Linked DNA regions of Drosophila melanogaster: regions 1 and 3 are each linked to region 2. The links are chromatin contacts, called in public Hi-C maps. All regions are on one chromosome and are shown on one strand. Each heading gives the region's core, a stretch centred on a gene start, on an enhancer-like site or on the middle of the called end of the contact. The rest is flanking DNA. Distances are from core to core; before and after follow the strand shown. Region 1 overlaps AstA-R1 (Allatostatin A receptor 1). Region 2 holds the start of AstA-R1 (Allatostatin A receptor 1). Region 3 holds the start of Parg (Poly(ADP-ribose) glycohydrolase).

The links. A called contact is a pair of places that touch in the nucleus more often than the background predicts.
Region 1: a Hi-C map of the Kc167 cell line shows a contact between it and region 2, with 3 times the contacts expected there. The contact joins the enhancer-like site here to the promoter of AstA-R1 in region 2. A contact is called at or near these places in 24 of 107 Hi-C or Micro-C datasets (the Clone 8 cell line, the Kc167 cell line, the ML-DmBG3-c2 cell line and 8 more).
Region 3: a Hi-C map of the Kc167 cell line shows a contact between it and region 2, with 2.6 times the contacts expected there. The contact joins the promoter of Parg here to the promoter of AstA-R1 in region 2. A contact is called at or near these places in 26 of 107 Hi-C or Micro-C datasets (the D17-c3 cell line, the Kc167 cell line, the ML-DmBG3-c2 cell line and 13 more) and 2 of 6 datasets of contacts at active chromatin or transcription factors (both in the Kc167 cell line).

What each region holds. Positions count from the first base shown.
Region 1 is chrX:3,647,851-3,651,554 of dm6, forward strand. The region is part of intron 2 of AstA-R1 (Allatostatin A receptor 1); the gene reads left to right. Among named protein-coding and RNA genes, the nearest start is that of Ilp7, 18 kb to the right of the region's middle. Within about 2 kb of position 2,126, at least 8 of the 39 cell types and tissues checked have an H3K27ac peak or open chromatin away from gene starts, as enhancers often do. A contact at or near this core is called in the Kc167 cell line, where this site is marked.
Region 2 is chrX:3,572,998-3,576,715 of dm6, forward strand. It overlaps AstA-R1 (Allatostatin A receptor 1), which reads left to right and starts at 1,539. Exons shown (of 10, transcript NM_166982.2): 1 at 1,539-1,923. CG2875 reads right to left here and starts at 625. Exons shown (of 4, transcript NM_001272290.1): 1 at 371-625; 2 at 1-303. The coding sequence starts at 508.
Region 3 is chrX:3,669,549-3,673,057 of dm6, forward strand. Parg (Poly(ADP-ribose) glycohydrolase) reads right to left here and starts at 1,954. Exons shown (of 2, transcript NM_057973.4): 1 at 1,107-1,954; 2 at 1-1,039. The coding sequence starts at 1,819. Mnt (Mnt,) reads left to right here and starts at 2,253. Exons shown (of 9, transcript NM_001169180.1): 1 at 2,253-2,491.

The sequences.
Region 1 (3,704 bases), core at 876-3,375, 75 kb after region 2:
TTGAAAAAAGAAAAAAAAAAACGCCAACTGACATCATCATCATCATCATCATCAGCAGCAGCAGCAGCAGCAGGCATCATTACAACATTATCCGTGTGTGGATGATAAGGTGCTGCATTTTATGGCTGATATGTACATTTTCACACCCAAACGCACACGATATATTGATAGATGAAGGCTTGCTGCCTTGCATGGGCATTAAGCTGAAATTGATTTAATTTCAGCATTGCTCTCGCCGCAAAACTATGGCATTTCCCCAGATACTTTTGGCAAATGTATGCATAAGTTTACACAACTCTGACACAAACTGTCAACAGCAATTTGTGTAAATCTGCCGGTCGAAGCAAACAAACCGCAACACGAATCCAAAACACACAATCCTTTATGCTTATAATTATAATTTATGTTTCAAGAATATTCCGGGCTAGGCAATGTCACTTCAATTTGGCATTGGCCTTTGTCGCTGGAGAACGGTTCAGTTTGACAGCGTTTTTTGGTCTACCATTTGCCAAAATAAATCCAGCCCAGTGGCGAATGTGCAAGCCAGTTGAAGGGGCCCACAAATTCAGTTATAAAATTGTAATTGCCTAGACGAACAGGAACGTGACTCAGTCCCCGTAACGATAATCCTGTCTCACCGATATCCACTACGTTTTCCGGCCACAGGAGCGGTATGCAAAGTTAATAGGATTTCGGATGGAGCAACAAAGTTTTGAAAAGACTTTTGAAGAAAAACAGCTCAAGTTTTTCACAATTTTTTTGGCTTGAAATGCTTGCAGCTAAAAAACAAACTCGAAATTTAATTTCTTTGCATTTATATACACTTTCAAATCACTTTTTCATTGAAACTAAAAAAAGGTAGAGCATGTGCTAGTTGAAATAACTTCCATCGTAGCCAACAATACCTGTGTGTTTTTTTTTCTGTTGTCCTGACGGAGCTGGCAAATTTGATTTGGTCCCAAACCCAAAACATGTTTCTCATTCGACACAGTTTCCCCCTTTTTTTTTTGTTTTTTTTTTCGCCTGGCATCCTTTTTCGACAGATGGAACCGCAAAATCAACTTAAATGAGGGCGTAATACAATTTCGTGGGATATATAACCGAAAGGGTTGCAGATAGAATGGATGAGTTGGCGTTAAGAGGGAGTTGAGAAAACGAGAAAACCTTATACACCTGCATCCATACCGACATCCTGTGAATCCGTGAAGGCCACGCCAAGGACGCCGGGCATAAATTGTTTGCACTTTTGCCATTGTTATTATGGCTTTTCGCAGGAAAATGTATTTACCATTCTCTGGATTTCCACCATGCATATTTGCATGTAAACACGGCTAGGGGAATTCTCGATTGGTTCATGGTGCAACAAGAACAAATTGCTTGCATTGCCACACATGATTAGAAACTGAAAACATGATTGGCCGCCCAGAAAGTTCTGCGAAATAAGTTCGAAATCGACTTCAATTAATAGCATCAATATAGATTTTTCAAATCCATTAAATGGAAAACTTAATGATTTGGATTATTCCTGTTATATGCAGAGTAATTTTGGCCTACTACCAAGCCAGTTATGTTTTACTTCGTCCTCTCAGCTACAATTTCCTTTTTGTTGCTTATTTTTCGCAAAATATTCGACCATAAAAGCAGCCAAACATGTGCACCGGATGAGTCCTGATGCGAAGGATACACCTGAGTCTATGCTTCAAACACTTTATTATCGAAAAAATGCCGAGTACTTTTCTTTCTGGCCAAGGCTCAAACTTTTGAGGGGCTTGCATGTCTCCTTCAGGAATCATATTAAAAAAAAAACCAAAATATGTTGCAGCCTGCACGTAGTTGCAATTTAAGGAAGCACATGCGAGTATTTTAGTGTGAAGCCCCGTAAAAACGTACGCACAAAAGTATGCAATGAAAGAAGCATTTAAGAGGCATATGGTCACATGCGTGTGTGGGTGCGTGTGTGTGTGTGTGTGTGTGCGTTGGGTAAATTTACACAAATCCACAAGGCGTACGAATTTATTATCCAGCGTTGATAGTGATAAAATTTATAACCAGCATTGAGCGAACTGCCTAAAAGCGGGCAGTACAAACACAAACACGGCCGCACACAGACAAACAGACAGAGAGACAGACAGACAAACAATGCCCAAGTGAGCCACACACAAACATACACACACGCACACACACACAGAGGCAATTGTGCGTGGGTGGATGGGACCCGCTGTCCCACTCACTTGCTCCGTCTATCTCGCTTCCACTCTCCGTACATTCGTCATATTTATGCTTTTTTATGGGCCATGTACAATTTTATTGTTTTACTTTTCAATGCAATGTCTGCCGGGGCCTGGCACACACACACACACACACACACACACTAACTCACTCGAATGTGTGCGAATACACACACACATACATGCCACAGCATTGCGCAAACAAGTAGTACACAAATTTTTCTTATATTGCTGTTGTGTGCTGCTGTGTTCTTTCGAAAATCATTCGAGTATAGATTGTTAAACTTTCGCTTTAGAATAGTACTATTTTCATGACCACAACTGTATCGAAGGACTTGGCAAATGGGAAGATACCCACTGAATACCGGAATACATGCACTGCTTAGGACCCCAAAACCCGTTTGGCTTGCTGAACAAAGGCAGCTGAACAGGTATAAAATACCAGAGCTTCGCTGTCTTCCCACACAGGATATGCATAAGGACAGGACTTTCCGGCTTGCGATAACGTTTGGAAATGAAATCTGGACATTTTACATTTTAATATTTAAAAATTGCAAGCTGAACAACAAATTATTAAGTGAAAATCATGCAATCATTGATTGAATACACAAAGTTTAAAAATCGTAAAAGGACTCTTTCAGTTTTGGGAACACCCTTCTTTAGTTTTATTTGCCGGCACTTTTGTGTGCATTCCTGCGCATACATTCTTTTGTCCTAAACCCAACCCCCCCCCCCCCCGTTTCGACCCCCATTTTTAGGCCCTTTTCGACCCTTCTATGTCTCCATCGTTCGCACACACTTGTGGCGCACTCTTGTCAACACATATGCGCCCATGATGGCCGCACCATATGGCCAGGTAGTCCCCAGATCCCACAGCCCTCATCCTCATCCTCATCCGCATCCTCATCCTTGTGCTCATGCTCGTCTTATACCCATGCCCAAGTGTCCTTGGGCTTTTTGGCCCCTGGCAAGTGGCCATAGGTTTTTTATTCGCCCGCTGACTGATGCAAATCCCATCAATAATCCAACAATGCTGCGCCGCTCAAGACGAGATGTTGGTATATATTATAAAATAGAAATGGCGACAAAGAAATAAAGAAACCGAAAACAAAAGAAAACGAACTTACTTTAAATATATTGTTAAGTAAATGGGATATTCAAAGGGTTTTCGCATTCTATAGTAAAATGATTTCAAAAATATTTTATATAACTGACAGTTGTCAGTTTTAAAATTTATTACTGCGTTGCAAAAGTTTACCGTGCACGATGATTGACTGCTTGTCGAGTTGACTGATTCACATTTGTTTGTCAATCATAATGATGAGCTCACGATATTGATGTACAATTTCATGCTGCTACCATGTATTGTCGTCAATTTGAAGGGTGAAATGGCATTGTTAAACGAGTGTCTGTCCAATCTATACAGATGATTTACCTGATATACATATATGTACATATCTATGTATATAATATAAT
Region 2 (3,718 bases), core at 289-2,788:
TGTATCGCTATTTATTAGGGTTTCCAGCATGCCGCGAATCCAGTAGGTGGGCCAACCCTTGTTGGGTGCTATGGGATGCTTGGCCTCCACTTTGATGAGCTGCATGCACACTTTTACAGCAACCGAACACTGCGAGTCAACCAGTAGATTCTCGATGAGAAGCAACCAAGTTTCCTCGTACAGTTTTTTGATTTTGAGACCCTGCTTTTCGGTGCCGTCGATTGCCTTTCGTTTTAGCAGATTCTTGAATATCACCTCGAGTGTATTCATCACCTCGCCAGCTGGCATATTATCGGGCGTATTCTTCTGCGTGCAGATAATAATAATTTCATTTAACTCATTAAGTTAATTATTAATTTGTTAAACTTACCAGCAATTGTACGAATCCCTTGAGCGTTTTGATGTCCACTTGCTCGGCATTTAGCAGGGAATTGGCCTTGGACTGCAGCTTCTTCTTAGCCAAAGACTTGCCGGTGTCATCGTTCACTTTCACAGTTAAGGGTTTCATTTTCGGTTTGGCAAATGTACGCTAAAACATATTAATTATGCGCAACAAACAAAAATAAGATGAATTTATGCCGCGTGCTTCCACAGAGTTGCCAGATCAGCGGAGAACGCTAAACAGAAGGTATTTTTAAACCAGATTTTTGTGTGGTATTTTTTAGTTACAACCCAGAGTTGGTCATATACCACGCTTGGGCCTATCGATATTTTGCACGCGCTGGCAGTTCAAAAAATACCATCACTAGGGCGCCAAGCGGAAAATAAAATTTAAGAAATAAACATATTTATAATAATAAACATATTAAACATAACTGTGAATTTTATTTAATGTAAGTTCTCGAAAGATAAATATTTTTTGTGTATTTAACTAATTCAGCTGCGATATTAATTTAAAACAATACTTCTTTGCAAACGTTTTCATTCACAACGAAATTCACTCAAGTTTGAGTCTCACTCAGCGCTTTTGCGCTCAAATTCGCTTTCGTCTCTCAAACGAAGCCGCTTTGTTTACAAATATTTTGTTGCTCCTTTGGGAATTTGCATGCGCGCCTGTTGCGTTCTTTTCGATTTCGTTGGGAACACTGAAAATTAACTTGAAGTGAATCTAATTTCAAATTCCGCATATGGAAAAAACATATAATTAATTATAAATAAATGTTTTAAATAAATTTTGTTTATACTTCAATTTTTATATTTTAAGGCAAAAATATATTAGCCATATTAGTGCATTCTTATCTTAAAAATTGTTTATAATATTTGAACATGTTGACATGCTGATTCCATAATTGTTTTCATTTAAAAATAAAATTTATAAATAATAAAATCCCAACTCTTTTTGTTGTTGTGATTGCGAGTACTGTAATATTTCATGAAATAATAAAATAAAGATTCTAAAATATGCTGAGTTTTTTTGTCGTAGGCGGCCACGTTCGAAAACGCTCAACTCGAGTCGCGCATCCTTCGGGTCCTTCGGCTGTGACTTCGTCCTGTGTTTTGGTTTTGCGCCCACTTGCGACTGTTTCGATTTGGATGGCGCGTAGTTCGCTGGCGAATGTCCTGACCGACGGTTGTGTGGCGGACTAGAAAGGATCCTACGAAATCGGGCTAAGGATAGCATTTCTAAAAATCCGGGAAAATCCAAGTTTAAAATTGTATTGTACATTAAAAAAAAAAAAACAATTCACAATTGTTCTTGATTTTTTTTTATGTGCTCTATGAAATATAAACAAGAATGTTTGCCTAAAATATAAACAAGCAGAGGGAAACAAATTACTTCAACAAGTTTTTAAGTGAATGCAAAAACCGTGCCGTATTTTTTGTGCCCAAGTTTTCCTACCTTTCCATTGGTTTTTTTTTTTTTTTTTTTTGATTTCTTTTTTGAGTTTACCACTGTCCAGCGATTTCGAGCAGTCAAATCAGGTGAGTTGCTACTGGCGGCGGAAATTGAGTCAAGAAGCCGGTAATTGAATTAAAACCAACTTCGAAAGTGAGACTTTTCTCCAAAAGAGGCTTGGGATTTTTGCACCTTTTCCCCTTGTTTTCCTTTAATGAACCTCTACATCCGGCGACAGTTTAAATTCACTAGTCCAGCGGCTTTTGTTTGTCATTTGATTGATGAGACCCAAAAAGATTCTCAAAAAAATAAATAAAAAACAGAAAAAGGGACACAGATTGGCGTGCCAGATTTAAATACAAAATATTTGAGTTTTAATATTGTTATTAAATCTTAGTCAAGTGTACAAATGGACTTGAAAAAGGTCATGTGCATAGAATTTCACTTTACGCACTTTAATGACTAACTCGCGGGAATTAATCCAATTGTTGTCGTGACACCATTGCACTTGCCACTTTGCCAGCGAATTAAGTATCCCTTGGCTGACGGGCGCGGTCAGTGCATCCGTTTAAACCGAAACCAAAATCAAATCCAAATCAAAATCCAGGTATCCAGGCTATCTGGCTTTAGCACGCGATGCGTTGCGATGCGAGGCGCCTCACATGCGACATGCATTTAATTTCAATTTCAGTTGGAAACCCCACCCCCCCTAATTTACACATTTAACGTGTGTAATTTGCAGCTAAATTTAATTGGCCTAATTAGGTGCGACATGGCCGTGAATCGTTGGCGTGGGTGAAATCGGGGTCCTTGAGCAGCAGGTACTGAATGCATGGGCGGGCGGTCGCCATTAAGTGTTTTGGTTAAGGACCTGGCACAAAGCAAACGGCAGTCGCGTCAATTCAGGTGAAATCAACTGAAATAATTGCGCACTTCAACTGTCTCCCCTAAAGAAATTTGCTTAATTGCACTGGAAAACTCTTTAAGGAGATCTTTTAAAAAATATCTGGCGTATGGTGTGAATTCCTCTGAAATATTTATTTGAAAAACATATCAATATCAATGCACACAAATAGATTTTAATTCCGTTGGAGAAGCAGACAAAATTATTATATTTATTTTACAAATTGATAAAAGTTACAAAAGAACATTGATGTGGTATCATTTAAAGCTATATTTTGCCACTTGACCAACCACCATGGCAACCAAACAAAATTCGAAAAAATCCAAAAGGCCTAGGGGTCGAGATTTCTTTGGCCGGGATTCCTTTTAAAGCATTAAAAGGAATGGTGCAAAAAGTTGTTCATAATATTTTAACAAGAATTTAACGCTGCAGGCAAGGACAAGGCACACAAGTCCTGAAGTCCCGCCGCGCCCCCACAGCCCCCTCAGCATCCTTAGCCCCGCCCCGCTCCATCTTCTAGCAAACATTGTCCAAGCGACCAAGATGTGGCATTAAAAATGAAAAAGCAACTCAAAATTCTCTGTCTTGCAAATGGGAACGCAGCAGTAAAAATACCAAAACGCATAGTCACAAGGCGCAGTGTGGAGGGGGGTGGGGTTGGTGAAAAGCTAAGGAAAAGCGCTGGCATGCGTTATATGTAACTGAAGCCTTTGGTTTTTTGCTCAATTTTTTTTCCTTTTTTTTCTAGGTTCCGGGGTCCAGGCCTCGGCTCATCTGAGGCATGCAAAATGAACCATAAAGTGCAGTCAGTCAAGTTGTTTTGAAGCCCTTGCCCTTTTCCGTCCAACAACTCCCCTCTTCTCAACAGCCCCTCCCCCCCCCCCTCCAGCAACTGATAAGCACTTGACTCGAAGGCTTTAACCACTTTTTTGCCCACCCCCCCCCCTCCAGAGCCCCTTATGCTACGCCCCCGCTGC
Region 3 (3,509 bases), core at 704-3,203, 97 kb after region 2:
TGGCGAGGATTTCGCTGATGTTTCTGATTTTCCTTCGCCTAATCCAGCTACTCTAGAGCTTCCAGCTTCGGCGGATGCTCCCTCTCCGGGCACATCTCTGACCTTCTTAAGTTCCTCTTTAATAAAATCATATAGCTTCTTTTTGGATGCCTTATTCTCACGCGGCTCCTTGGAGCTCTTCTCCTTAATAAGCCTACTGTACGACCTTAAAATACTCCAAAGCTGCTGCACCGTAGTCCCGTCATTTCGAAACAACAGCCACATTTCATGAAAATCATCCCTAAACTCCACATTTCCAAAGGTATAGTAGGCCAAAGGTCTGCCCAACTGGGCGCAGACCATAAGTTGCAGCAGGGCTTTCAGATAGGAGTCACCGCCGAATGCGCCGCAACCCCAGTTACCAGTTGCCACACCCGGTGGCGGCGTCACCATCCAGTGAACAAATCCAATGTACGCCTTGTTCAGCTCCCTTTCCATGAGATCCTCGCGATATTGATGATGTGACTGGGCAAAATGTAGGGCATCGATTGCCACAATGGCCGTTTGTCGACGACCTGAGCTATCTCTTGGCGTTGAATCCTCAAAGTTGCCGGACCACTCGAAGCTTCCGGCATATCCCGTATAGTTACTATACCTTTCGGCGCCCAACATCACCAGGGCCTCGAATGGTCGCAGACACTCCGTAAAGAGTTTACCCACCAATAGCTCCGGACAGATAACAAAGCGTATCTCCTCCTGAACGCAGCCATGTCCCAAGACACCGCCACCCAAATATTTGTTGGCAAAGTCTACTTGCAGCAGTCCAATGCCCTCATCCTCGATTGTTCCCTCGGCATCCACGTGCAATGGCACATCACCCAACGGCGCCGCACTTTGGCTCCAGTCGATCAGATGTTCCGGCAATCCGCTCCGACGAACAAAGGTTACCACACCGGTGGGCACATTGCTGGCATCCCGCTCTGTGGGACACACGCGACGAAAATAGTGCATAATGCATTTAAGCTTCTCCAGAACTGCCGGTCCCGTCGATTGGTAAAGCCTTTTGATGGAATCGAATATATTTAACATACTTCGACTGAAGATATACGAATCTGGTGGACGCTCACCTGTTAAAGTTGATGTCTGGAAAAGTGCTGTACTCGGACTTCCTCTTGAGGGTGTTTCTCCGGGGAAAGGTGCACAGGAAGGCATTGGCCAACAGGCAGGAGATCTGCTGTTGGCTCAGGCTCAATGAGGCGTTCTTGTGGTGCTTGAGCAGCGGAACTGGCGATTGAATCAAGTCCGGTAGCCGCAATGCCAATCGGATAATGCGCGGCAATAGATCCTCGAAGAAAACCCGTGTTTCGCTCTCGTCCAGTTCCTCGTCGAGAAGTTGATGAAGGGCACGAAAGTGCCACTGATCCCTATAGGTGGTATTATATGATATTATCGCCGCCTGCAGTTCCTCACACGTCTTTATGGGCTGCAGAAGGGCTCGTTCGATCATTTCCCAGCGAAAATCGATGGTGGTGCTGCCATCCGGATTCTCCCTCGGATATTTCGACTCGGGCGCACAGGGCAGACGCACATGCTCGGAGTCCCACTTTCCCGGTGATTTGTAGGGGCGTGGCGGTGTTTCACGAATTGGCAGCTGGTACATAACCCGGTGGAGATTGCCGGCAGTCACTGGTGGCAAATTCTCCAATTCGAAAGGCTGCCGATTACGATGTATAGCCTCCATGGAAACTCCACGCCACGAATCATCTAGGGAGTTCGCCAGATTTTCCGGCTCCTCCTCCGTTTCTATTTCGGAAATCCCGCCATCCGGCGACTTCGACATCCTGGCGCAGTTTAAGCACAAAGCCTTGCCGAGTCGATTGGTCAGCACGGATGCACTTGCTCTGCGGCGATTTGCCGTAGATTGGTAAACCTTTTGGAATATCGGAAAAATCAAGTGTGACCTGAATTCTTGCATACCGGTGTTTTGGGGATGAGCGATAGCTGTGATGAATATCGCACTTTATAAATACCACACACTTCGATTGAAGCGTAGTGAATTGAAGCGTTTATATATCGAAATATATTCAAATATATGTTGGTATTCGTTTGAGAATGAATCAATAACAAATTCAAAATTGCATTGCCTTGAATTCGGCGGGCGAAAGTGTGACCATTACATGTGGTATTTTACCTCTCATTGTCGCTAGTATTTAAATACCAGCACGAGAAATACCAACACTGTGTCCGTTGCAATGCGAATTGCAAATATAACCGCCGAAGGAACAACAACAAACAAAAAGAAAAAAAAAACAAATCTTCCAGCAATTTGTCAACTATTTTCTCTAATTTTTTTTTAAAGTGTAAAACTATCATAACGAGCGCCAAGTTTTACGTTAAGTGAAAGGATTTTTTCCTGTCCTTCGTGCGGTAAAAATAATAGTGCATATTACCAAGGAAAATCAAGTTAAAGGCGTCTGCGAAACTTTTATAAATGTATTTAATACTCAAAAAGGTAAGAAGCGGCGGAAAGTAATTGCTGTTTTATGTTTTTATAATCACGTTTGGCAAGAAAATGTTATTTCGTTGACGTCAGTGGTCAAATCAAATTTTTTCAGTTTTTAACCCTTAATGTGGCACTGTCACTCGCACCTATGTATATATTTATGTGATTGTGGTATTTTGCTCAAGCTTACGTGTTGAAAAGAGGAAGAGAAACCGCTGCATACACGTGCAAAGACTCTGAGAATGGACACAAGAGAGCGAGAGAGGGAGAGAGAGAGAGCGCAGTTGTTTGTTTTGAAAGCGTCGCAAAAACAATACAAAAAAGGTCATACATAATTTGCACACACACTTGCATCTGAGGAAAACGCAAAAGCAAATTCACAGCTAGCTAAAAACCAAAATAAATATAATTTATGAAATGTACTTTTGCTAAAGTTCAACACACCTTTATCTCTCCGCGAAATTTGTTTGCACCATCTCTTTCTCTCCTTTTTGCGTAAACAAACGAAAAAGCTTTGCAAGGAGAAGCAAAAAAAAAAAACACAAAAACAAAAATCGAATTATCAGTAGAATTCTACAAAGAAGAGGCGTTTCTCTTCATCGCTCTTCGTACCTGAGCGTAGCCTTCAAATTTGCTTAGATTTCGCCTTGACCATAACCTAGAAATACTCGAAAAAAGTACTGTCAACTCTCAATAAGTTAAACGATCGATTTTCACATAAAGAGATAGAGAGAGAAAGAGACCAGATATTAAGTGAAATTTATTTTACTAAATAAATTTTCAGAAAAAGGTGTAAATCCCGAGCATTTAGATTTCGTTGATGAACTTTAACGCAATGGGAGTCTGCACTGTACATGTAGAGCTTTCTCTTTTCTCATTTGCGTCAGCGAAAATACTAGGAATAATCGGGGGTGGCGTTTCGGGGGTTGGCAAAAAAAACAAGCAACAACAAAAATGCATAGAGCCGAATAATCGCTTGGAAAAAGCGAGCGACGAAAACGCGATGTTAGTAAACTTTTCAAGGTCA